Regions from separate parts of the Anser cygnoides genome. Here region 2 is linked to region 1. A link is a contact called in public Hi-C data. All regions are on one chromosome and are shown on one strand. The core of a region is the stretch at or near the end of the contact, and the rest is flanking DNA. Distances in the headings are between cores, read along the strand shown. Region 1 holds the start of HSPA9 (heat shock protein family A (Hsp70) member 9). Region 2 holds the start of NPM1 (nucleophosmin 1).

Evidence for each region. A called contact is a pair of places that touch in the nucleus more often than the background predicts.
Region 2: a contact with region 1 is called in a Hi-C map of liver, with 14 times the contacts expected there. The contact joins the promoter of NPM1 here to the promoter of HSPA9 in region 1. A contact is called at or near these places in 2 of 7 Hi-C or Micro-C datasets (both in liver).

What each region holds. Positions count from the first base shown.
Region 1 is chr14:13,590,844-13,596,104 of Taihu_goose_T2T_genome, reverse strand. HSPA9 (heat shock protein family A (Hsp70) member 9) reads right to left here and starts at 1,975. Exons shown (of 17, transcript XM_067005547.1): 1 at 1,816-1,975; 2 at 469-527. The coding sequence starts at 1,902. LOC106034341 (a long non-coding RNA gene) reads left to right here and starts at 3,600. Exons shown (of 3, transcript XR_001205941.3): 1 at 3,600-3,915; 2 at 4,759-4,955; 3 at 5,219-5,261.
Region 2 is chr14:14,159,523-14,164,783 of Taihu_goose_T2T_genome, reverse strand. It overlaps NPM1 (nucleophosmin 1), which reads left to right and starts at 2,606. Exons shown (of 11, transcript XM_048064752.2): 1 at 2,606-2,763; 2 at 3,317-3,396. The coding sequence starts at 2,700.

The DNA of each region.
Region 1 (5,261 bases), core at 726-3,225:
GCATATTTCCTGCCCCGTGTCCCCAGCCACCACTGCCCACAGAACATCTGACTAAGTTATACAACTGCTGTCCTTTCCTCATCATCCCGTAACATGACAAACAAGTGATTGAAACGCACAAGCTCTTTGAAATAAGCTTTATCTGCACTGAAACAGAGCCACTTGTCACCCTGGTTTCACACCAGCGTAAAACAAGTTTTCCATCCTTTCCCTCTCCAATCAAACAAATCTCAAGAATTTTGTGGATGCTGCTGATGGTGGAGAGTGGGGGGAAGAACAATCCTAAAAGTTCCCCTGAAATAAAAAAAATAAATTACAGGGATAAAGACACAGCCTTGGGAAAGTGACAGGCATAGGTTCTAGCTCTGCTCTTTTTCACCATCTCCCACTCCCATAATCAGTTCTGGAGTCACAAGGTTCGAAATAAACATCAAACATCCAGACCTGAAAAAGCAAGGCAATACTCACGCATATTTTCTGCTGGATGCCGCTCTGAGAACGTTCTGACTGAGGCCATTCCAGAACGTCTATAAAATAAAGAGGTTCTCATGAAGGTTGAGTTTGAACAGGAAGCGATCTTCAGCCCAAGACTTTCAGAGGAAGACAATTTCTGAAGTAACACAGCCCTACAACACTGTATTTTTTTAAAAAATCTTGAGGACAAACTAAGCAAGAATTTAAGGAAGTTTCCGTTTGTCACAAAAAAAACTACTACTATCCCCATAATACCAATATTTATTACCTGAACTGAGCAATTTCACTCAAAGCAGTCTATGCATACGCTACCAGTTAAGCAGACAAAAATTAGTTCACTAATTTAGCTCTGAACCTTCAGCCCACGACGAGGATCAGCAGATAAACATTAACCCAGTTCCTGAAGGCTTGTGTGCGGTCAGCCTCAGATGTTCTGCTTGAAAAATCTGCGCTCAAGGTTTTGGGACAACTCTTATGGTTTTTTTGCACAAGCTGCGTCTCTGCACGCACACGTCAGCATCTCAGAGAGCTCCGACAGTGTCGTGCATTTCTCTCCTCGTGTTTTTAGCAAAGCATCTCGTTACAAACAAAAGCGCCCCAACACACGAGTGTTCTGGGGATCCTTCGGGACTCGTGGCCTTGCCCCTGCCAGACGCAGGCAATGGTGCGACAGCTGGGGCAGGCCGGCCCCAGCACCAAGAGCTGCCGGACCGGGAGGCCCCATCCCCTAAACTCATTTTCGTCCCCTGCCGTTGCCAGCCCGACCTCCGCGACCATTTTGTCCCGGGGCAGCGGGGAATTGAGCAACCCTGCCCTGGGCTTCCCTGCAAACGGAACCAGCGCCAGCGGAGTGCCCAATGCTAACGGGGCGCGTCTTGCGACCCCTGCCTGCCGCCCCCACACGGCCTGGGCCTGCCTCCATCGCGGCCGGCACGGCACCAGCAGCCCCCTGCAGTCCCCTTCGGCCTGCCCCAGCCCCTCTGCGGGGGCCCCCCAGCCCCCCTCCGCCCCCACTTAGGCCCCTCACCCCCCCAGCTCCTCTCAGCTCCCCCTAGCCCCCCTCAGCCCAGCCCAGGCCCCCCAACCTCCCTCAGACCCCCCAGATCCCCCCCTGTGCCCCTTCACCCCCCAGCTCCTCCCAGCTTCCCCCCCCAAAGCCTCCCGCCCTCCGTCAGGCCCCTTCAGGCCCCCCCAGACCCCTAAACCCCCCTTTGAGCTCCTCCTCAAGCCCCCCTCACGCCCCCCAGCCCCCCACCTCCCTCAGGCCCCTCCGCCCCCCCCTTCAGCTCCCCTTCAGCTCCCCCCCAGCCCCCTCACGGCCCCCTCCCCGCCCCCCCGCACCTGCGCGAGCCCCGGGGGCGCTGTGGCGGGCCCGCCGCGGGGCAGCAGCAGAGGCAGGCGGGCGGCGGCGCGGCGGGCGCTGAGCATGGCGGCGGGGGGCAGTGGGGCCGGGCCGGGCTCTTCTGGAAGCCTCCACCCACGTGGGCCTCGCGGGGGGGGCTTCGCGCCGCAAGGACCCCCCTCCGCGGGCTGTCCCTGCGATCGCCTGTTCCTCCCGTTGGCTTTTCGTAAAGCGCTCCGGTTCTCGCGCCCTCCCCGCGGCTGCGCGCCGGCACCAAGGGGCTTGCACGGAGGCGGCGGCTCGCCCCGCGGGCACCGAGCCGAGGCGCGGGCCCTCGGGTTGCGCTCCCGGTGCCGGCACAGCCGCGGGCAGCCGGGGGCCTGCGGGCGGCCGCGCACTCAAGGTCGGGCAGGAGAAAGCGCGGGGCGATTGCAGCCGCCTTGCGTCAGGGGGAGGGCGCATGCGCAGAGCGCCGGGAGGCGCCGCGAGGGGGCGGGGGCGGGCGGGGCTGCGCCGGGGGCGGGCGCGCATGCGCGGTGTGCGCCGGGCGGGGGTGAGGGGACGGGGCTGAGGGGCCGGGCGGGCCGGGCTCCCCCGCCCTGCGTGGCAGCGGGGCCGTCCCCTGTGCTGCTGCCTCCTGCCCCCCGCAGCTCCCTGCCCGTCCTGCCCTCTGCTGTTCGTCGAGCCGCCGCGGTGCTCTCTGCTCCCCCTCCGGGCCCCCGCGAGGCACCGCCACCAGCCGTTCCGCCGCCGCCCAGCACGCTGCTCCCCTCCGGGCGGGGTCCTCACGCCGCCCCTCAGCCACCCTAGTTTACCCTGCTCGTACCCATCGCTTCCCGCTCCTGGTGCGACCTGCGGGACACAAAGCTCCCAGCCGGCACAATCCCGGGGCGGCGCCTTGCCTCAAGAAAGCAGTTCTTTATTCTGGAAACAACACAGATCGCTCCACCGATACGCGCTCACTGTTTCTTGTGTTAGCTCATAAATACAAAGTATTTTGTACTTGCGAAGTCCTCTCCTTCGTAAACTGCAACGCTCCGGGCCTGGCGCAGCCGCGTGCACTCACAGCTTGCCTTGTGCCGGCCGAGCGCAGGGCGGGGGCACAGGGACCCTCCGCCTGGAGCAGCCAGGCCAGGTGCAGCCTGCAATTTGTGCGCACAATTACGACAATTTCGTTTTGAAGTCAGACCCGTGAGAGGCGTGAAACAAACGGGTAACGGTTGGAGGAGAAAAAATCCCGATTTGGGCTTCGACAGAATTCACTCCTTCTCTGCTGCCTTGGCAATAAGACAGCGAGGGGAAAAAAATAAAAAAAAGCCGTTCACGTTCCTGGCTCCCTCCTTTCCAGTAGCACCAACATATATCTCGAGGAGCTCCAGTGCAGGTTTTTACTGCAGAAAATAAACAGTGAATTGTGTCCCCCACGCCAAGCAGCAGAACAAGGACGAACCCAGGCAGCCTCCAGCCTCATCCCCTCGCCTGCCTCGCCCAGCCCGACCTCCCCACTGCCCCCCAACCCCTTTGTTCCCAAGGAGGATATTTCTGAGACCTCCATCTCAGGGAGTTCCCCCAGCCCTGCTCACCTGGGGGCAGGAGCTCTCCTCCCTGGCACCCCGATGGGGACGGCCCCATTGCAGCCCCCTCCTGGCAGCAAACCCCCAGGTGCCTCCATCCCAGGAAACCCCGAGGCACCGCTGCCAGCCGGGCTGTCCCTAGAGCTGGTGCTCTCCGAACAGGCGGTGGAGATGCTTTCCTTAACAGGAGTTTATAAAGGGCCGGAGGAGCCGCTGGGGAGAAGTCCCCACCCTGACATCGAGGGCGAGGGACAGCGAGCTGGGAGAGTGCCACAGCCCCGCTGCAGCAGCGCCCGGCAGCTTGCCACCACTCCAGCCTCGTCACAGCCACGCTGCCTGCGGGCTTTGTAACCCTCAGGGCTCGGTGCCAGCCCCACAGCCACCTGCTTGCCAGTGCTGGCAGGCTGCGGGGCCACACGGAGGCCTGCGTGGCAGGAGGGCTCCCTGCCCCTTTGCGTTTCGCCGGGCTGCCTTGTCCAGCTCAGCTCCCCAGCCAGTTCCCTGCACGGACAGCGGCAGCACAGGGTGAGCAGAAGCAACCCAGCTGGGCATGGGGGCAGCTTAAATTGTTTTAAGTAGCCTTGCACCAATTATGAACCCAAAGCACATGTGTTTCCCCTCCCAGAGAAGCCAGAGCCCTCGGGTGTAATTAGCAACACACAGCACGGCTCCGGGGCCGGCCTTCCTCAGTCACATCCCTTCGTTCAAAAGGAGTTGGAGCCAGCGGGGACGCAGGGGCTGGCTTAAATGTATCTGCATGAGGCGGCCCCGCTGTGTTGCAGGGGACAGGGGGGACATGCCATGGGCAGGAGTCCAGGGGCCTGGGGACAGCACTGCCACCCCTGCCTGGGGCACAGGAGCCCTGCTGGAGGCGTCCCCCCACGCTGGGGTGGTGACAGGGACACAAACCCCATTCACTCAAGCTCACGGTAGATCAGGAGTGCGCTCCTCGCACCCTGTTACTCATTCCCAGCCCCTCAGCCCGGCTCGTTTCCAAGTCTTTCCAATGCTCCCCACCCCAGATGAGAGAACCCAGCCGTATGCTCGGCTCGTGTATTTTCTGCTTCGGTCCTCGCCCGGGGACGTGGCTCCCACACCTAACAACAGACACACGAACAGACGTGGCAGAGCTGCTCCTTGTAACTGGGAACCCTCATCCCGCAGCGAGGAAGATCAAAAAAGGACAGCGGGAAGGGTGGGGATTGATGCAAGCGCTGAGCTCAACACCAAGCCCGTTCTTTCCACAGAGGCACCTCCGCTGCCCCCTACCCCTGTGCTTTCGGGAGGGAGGGCACCCTTCAGCGCAGTGATTATTCACATGACCTCCACCATTAAGCTTTGCAAAGCTTTTTTTTTTTTTCCTCCAAGCAAGCAGGCGATTTTGGCCACCGCACCGTTGAGCAGCTTTGAAGACACCCAACTCAAAGACCTAGTTATTCCGCCTATTTTTCCCCCACAAACTTCAGCAGTGAGAGCACATAAATTGTGTCATAGCTGCCTTTTCATCTGTCCTGGGAGTTATAGACTGCACACATAAGACAATTCATGTTCCTCTGCATAATGAGGTGAGTTTTATAAATCATAAATCTTCACTTAATATGCAGGTGGTGTTTGCTGCCAGGTTTAGGAAAACTGATGCAGTTGCCAAGTTCATGAATGTCATAAATCATTCATGCTAAGGTAGTCTGCAATTGCTCAGTCCTTTGAGACAGACCAATTTCAAGGTGGTTGTTTAACACGCGAACGCGATCTTCATTGATTGTTTATACAAATATATATTTTCATTAAGTTTTTCCCTCTCCATTTTTTTTCTTTTCTTCTTCTTTAGGTGCCAGCTGTGATGTTCTGAGGAGTCCCCGGCCCTGGCTTCT
Region 2 (5,261 bases), core at 1,357-3,856, 570 kb before region 1:
ATCTGTACAGCTCCCCTTGGCTGAAATGCCTGATCAATTAGCGATGCCTTTGTTCTGCCAGTGACGCTGGCCACCATACTCAATGGGTTTTCCTTCCTCTGCTGCTTCACAGATCCCTGTGCCCATCTTCCCTGTCCTGCACTGCCAAGCTGCCACTCTTTACCTACATTTTAAAGGTCACCCTTCAAAGGAATTGCTTCTTAAAGATCATGAGAAATGAACAAAGCCAGAAGTTAGAAAATGAAACACTTCTCTGGTGTCCTAGGGAGATTTTGAGTGCAGTAAATTGGAAAGGATGTTCATGCTGCTTGTGTGATCACTCTGCCCTTACACCAAGAAGTGACTGCAGATGAATTTCAGACATGCTTAGCAGAGGGCTCAAAGTACTGTTACATGTGTGTAAGACTGGCTGGGGAGGACAGGAGACTTTTTTTCCCTGCCTCCCCTGGTTCCTGCCCACCCAAAAAATGTGAACTCATCCTTAGACACCAGAGGAACCACACAGAATAATTTTCAGTACTCTGATGATGAAGGAAGTTTGTGGGGGAGCTGCCACCTTGTCAGACACAAGCTATGGACACCCACTCGAAGGAAGCCAGCCTTCCTCAGCTCAGCTGGTCGCAGGCTGCTTGTTTCCTCTCTGATACTTGAGTCTCCTAAGATTGAAGTTTTTCTGCACAGTTATGAGGGCTAGAAGTTCTCTTTGTTCTGAGTTCACTTCCTGGCTTTAATCTCAGGTTGCTGATAATCGAAGCTTTACCCGAAAAATTGTTACTCAGAGGAAAAGGAGTGGCACCACGGCATCTTTGGTGTGGCAGTTCTGTCTGCAAAATCATGAAGAAGACTACTGTGGTCTAGCACCGGGGCAGGAGCTTAGGAGACGTAGAAAAGCCTGTACTGTCCTTGAAAACTTCCTCCATCTCCTGACAACTTCTGGTCCTTCCAGAGCAATCAGGCTTTGTTACCAGTTTAAAGAAACTACACACTCCTCTCAGTTTTTGTTTGGCATCTATCTGCCAATGGACAATTAATGAAATGATAAGGTTAGACACTACTCTTGTCTTACATTTACTTGGAGCAAAGCATATGCTTTGAAACACCCATCTTTATTCTTTTTCTCTTGAAGTTAATGTCTTTTATCAAGCTCTTAGATTTAGCATTATAATGGAAAACAGATGCAGATCTTCTTACATGCAGACCTACTAGTTAATTTTTATTTGTACCAGATTTGTGGTATTTTAGGTAGTTCTGCATTTCCAGGTTCACAGAATGAGCTATTACATACTCAGGATCCCTTATGTTCTCTTAATTGTGACCTCCAGTTTCCTTATGGGCATTCATGGTTTGTCACATCCAGAGGCAAAAACTGTTCTGCATAGAAAATGTGACTGTAGGGTATGAATGAGCAGTGTTAGGAAACAAAGGCACAGCAGGTGGGAAAATACTGCTTCTAACAAAGAATGTGTGAAGGGAAGTACAGAATATGGGCTGAAGCAAAATGCAGTGCCCCGTACCCACTGTAACAGCACAAGTCTCCATGCCCCTCAATGTTCCCAGCACAAGCCCAGCATCTGGCTTAATGTCTTTGCCCCGATGCAGTTACTTTTTTTCCTGACATGAACGTATTTTCCAGAGAGCTGATTGTGGTCCCTAACCCGCAGTGCCCCCATATGTGTCCACTGGAGTAACAGAGCTGGTGCGCAGCACACAGTGCTTACAGAGCTTCCACAGGAGCTGAGACCAGGTTCAAAATGAAGAAGTGCAAAACTCCTCTTTTTTGACGTGACATCCATCAAGGTGTTATGTCTGTACAAGGGTGCAAGTCCCCCACCCTCACTCACATAGCAAGCCACACTATTTATTCCTCTACCTTGTTTTCACACACAAGTCAATTTTACTATTATTGTATTTGAGTCAGCCTGTGGCAATCCACCTGACAAAACCTCAGCAGACAATCTGCTTTAATGTTAACAGGATTGTAGGGGGATGTATCCTGGTAAACCCAGGGCTCAAGGAACCTCATCTTTGGAAAACTAATTGAGTTTTGCACTAAAATATGAGACTTCACTCTAGAAAATAAGCTAAACATATTGTAAAACTGCATTTACTCTTTTTGAAAGAGGGGGTGAGCTCTGTGGGGGAGCAAGGTGAATGGTGCATTTTGGTGGGTTAGACTCAGTTTGCCACTGTGTCACTTGTTTTTCTCATTTTGGTAATAGAATTAAATTTCCTACTCTATGAATGTGAATACAGATATTATGGATGTGAATTACACATTTCAAATTAATGGAGGGGCTTGTGCTCTGAGGCTGTATGTTCAGAGTTTGAGAGGGGGGTGCTCAGGTAAGGTGTATTTATCTTTATTAGCTTTAAACCATCTAGTTTGCAGCGCCGAAGCCTCCCCACCGTCCGCATCAGCCCCTGTTCGATGACCGCCAGACCCCCTCAGCGCCTCCTCCATTTTGAGGCCGCCCCACGGCCACGCTCGCGACCCCCCCCCCCCAACACCGTTAGGCCGGGGATCGAGAGTGCGCACGCGCGGTATCGCCCGGCGGGGGCGTGGCCGCGGCGCGGCTCTCGCGAGATCTCGCGAGCTATATCTGGGAGGGGGGCGGGCGCGCGGCTTCCTTTAGTGCGCGTCTGCCCGCCGCGCCGCACGCATCGCTCCGCTCCGCTCCCCCCGCCTGCAGGCCGACAAGATGGAGGACAGCGCCATGGACATGGAGAGCATGGGCCCGCTGCGCCCCCAGACTTTTCTCTTCGGTAACGGCTGCCCGCCGGGATCCGGCCCTCCGCCGCCGGGCTCCTCCGCTCGTCCGGGCCGCGCGGGGCCTGCTGCGGGCCGCGGCCTGGGGGCGCCTCAGTGTGGGGGAGGAGAGTGAGGGAGGGGAGAGCTGGGAGAGGAGGGGGGGGAAGTAAGGGGAGGGAGGGGGCGCGTGGCGCTGTTCCCGCCACTCGCGCGCGCTCGCCACCGCCGCGCGCACCCCACGTGGCGGGCACGTGGCGGCTTTGTTCCGCGCCCGGCCCGGCCCGGCCCGGCCGCGCGTGGGGAGCACATGGGGGGGGGGCAAGGCTCTGCGCTGCTCTGCCCCGGGGGGGATCGGGGCTGCCGCGGGGCGCTCCCGGGGTCGGGTCGGTGCTCGGCGCCAGGCCGCGGCCTTCGCCGCCGCACGTGGTGGGGGTGGGGGGGGCGGTCCGTGGAGAGGGGGAGCCTTGGAGCGGCGGGATGCGGGGTAATGGGCGGCGGGTACCTGCCCGTGAATAGCACACCGTGCTCATATCGCACCGTGCTCATCGCTCGGTGGTTTCTTCGCAGGTTGCGAGCTTAAAGCAGATAAGGAGTACAAGTTCAAAGTAGATGATGAAGAAAACGAGCATCAGCTGTCTTTGAGAACGGCAAGTACTATGTGTTCTTTAAGCTAAAGTACTGGTGGGTGATCTTGTGAGAAGTGCGTTTAACATATAAATTCGTTCCCTTTTGTGATAAGCGTAACAAAAACGTCCACTGATATTGTATGCTTTATAGTAAGTGATATAAGGCTGATAAAGCTTAAAAATTAATTCACAGTAGGTTAGTTTGCTGAAAAGCATTAAAGGCTGGAGTATACACACTGACAAATCTAAGGTAGTAGTTCAGATGCTGCAGGAGCACAAGGGGAGAATTATTTTAATCATAGGTGGACATTCTTCAGTAGACTATGGAAACTTTATTTTGAAAAGCTTTTCTGTACGTTTCCAAGATAAAACTCTAGTGCTTTTTTTCCTTCCTGCAAACAGCAAATAATGTGTCCTTAAATCTTTTACTGCCCCAGCAAGCAAGACACAGCATGTCAAGGCCTTTGCCCTAGGCTGAGCATGTTTTGTTATGGTTAGTGTAAGCACAAGATGCCACGACTTAACAGGCAGGGAGTTTGAGTTGTAGTGTTTCTGTGCTTTATCGTTTATTTAAGCACAAAGATATATCCTGATGCCAGAAGAGCTTTAGAATTGGGAATTGCTTCCTGTGGGAGACTTGGGTGCTAGCCTTGTCCAAGGCACAACTTAAAACAATGCTTACAATGTTTTCATTTACACATTAGTCTTGTAAATTACATGTCTTCAGTCTTTGCATTTTATGAAAATTGCAGCCTTGACAATGACTAATTTGTACTTAATTGGTAACCTTTTAAAGTTTATTTTGAGGGAAGGATAATTAGTAAAGTATAGGCAGGGCAAGTTCATGTGGCAGTTCTCACACCTGAAGGTTCCTAATGCAGATTAAGTGTGTCAGTGTGAGTGACAGTTAATTGTAGAGTGACAGTTAATTGTATGGCTTTGTCCACAGATTCTGGTCTGGGAAGTTATTGATAGCATCTCCTGATTTGAGTGTACATCCTTCAGTGAGGATGATCCAGACTGAATGTTCATCAGTACTTAGTTTTTTAGGGTTGTCTGGAAAGAAGTCTCCTTCAAAAACCTGTCTTTTAAAGACGAGATTGTCCACAGGAGTTATGGGGGTTGAAATAAGAAGCAACAAAGTGGAAATACCTTACGAAGTTTGGAAGCTCTAAGAAGCATCTGACAACAAAAAATACCATGGCAAGCAGAGTAAGAAGTTACTGGGAGATGAAACATGAAGCTAGTGAGCCCTGTGCCTGTGATCTGTGCACATGATAACAGACTAGGTGAACAAGGGCTGACACATATCATGCAAGGGATGTAGGTAGGAGATGCAGTAAAGTGAGGAGAAAAAAGAGTAAAAGTGAAACGGGAAGCGGGACTGATGATGCATGTAGAGGTAGAAAGTGGTATGGGGACAGATTCACATGTTTGCTTTTATTAATGAAAGCTGAGATAAAGCAGGGTGGCCACCACTTCATTGCCTACTTACTGCAGTTGTGTGTCTCTCCAGTGCAGAAGGCAAAGCCCAAGAAAAGCTACTTGCCAGCCACTCAGTAAGCAAACAGGTGCCACAGTATTACTTGAGCTGTGCAAATGGCAAGGGTAACTGGGGGCTGGGGGCAAGTTCTTAAATGAAACTCGTCACGGTGGGTTAACCCACCAGCGGAGTGATTCATTTTGGTACTAACCCATTTGAGAGATGACATCAGAGCACCAATTTCCCCTGTTCAAATTTACAGTAACAAAACTTGCCAGGATTAGTGACTTCTGTATCCTATTTCTCAGTCTTCAGCCTGATAAGCCTTCTCTGGATCGTGATAACTTGACTAAAACACAGCTCTTAGAGAATGGGAACTTGAGTGTGCCCCTGTCAGCCTGAA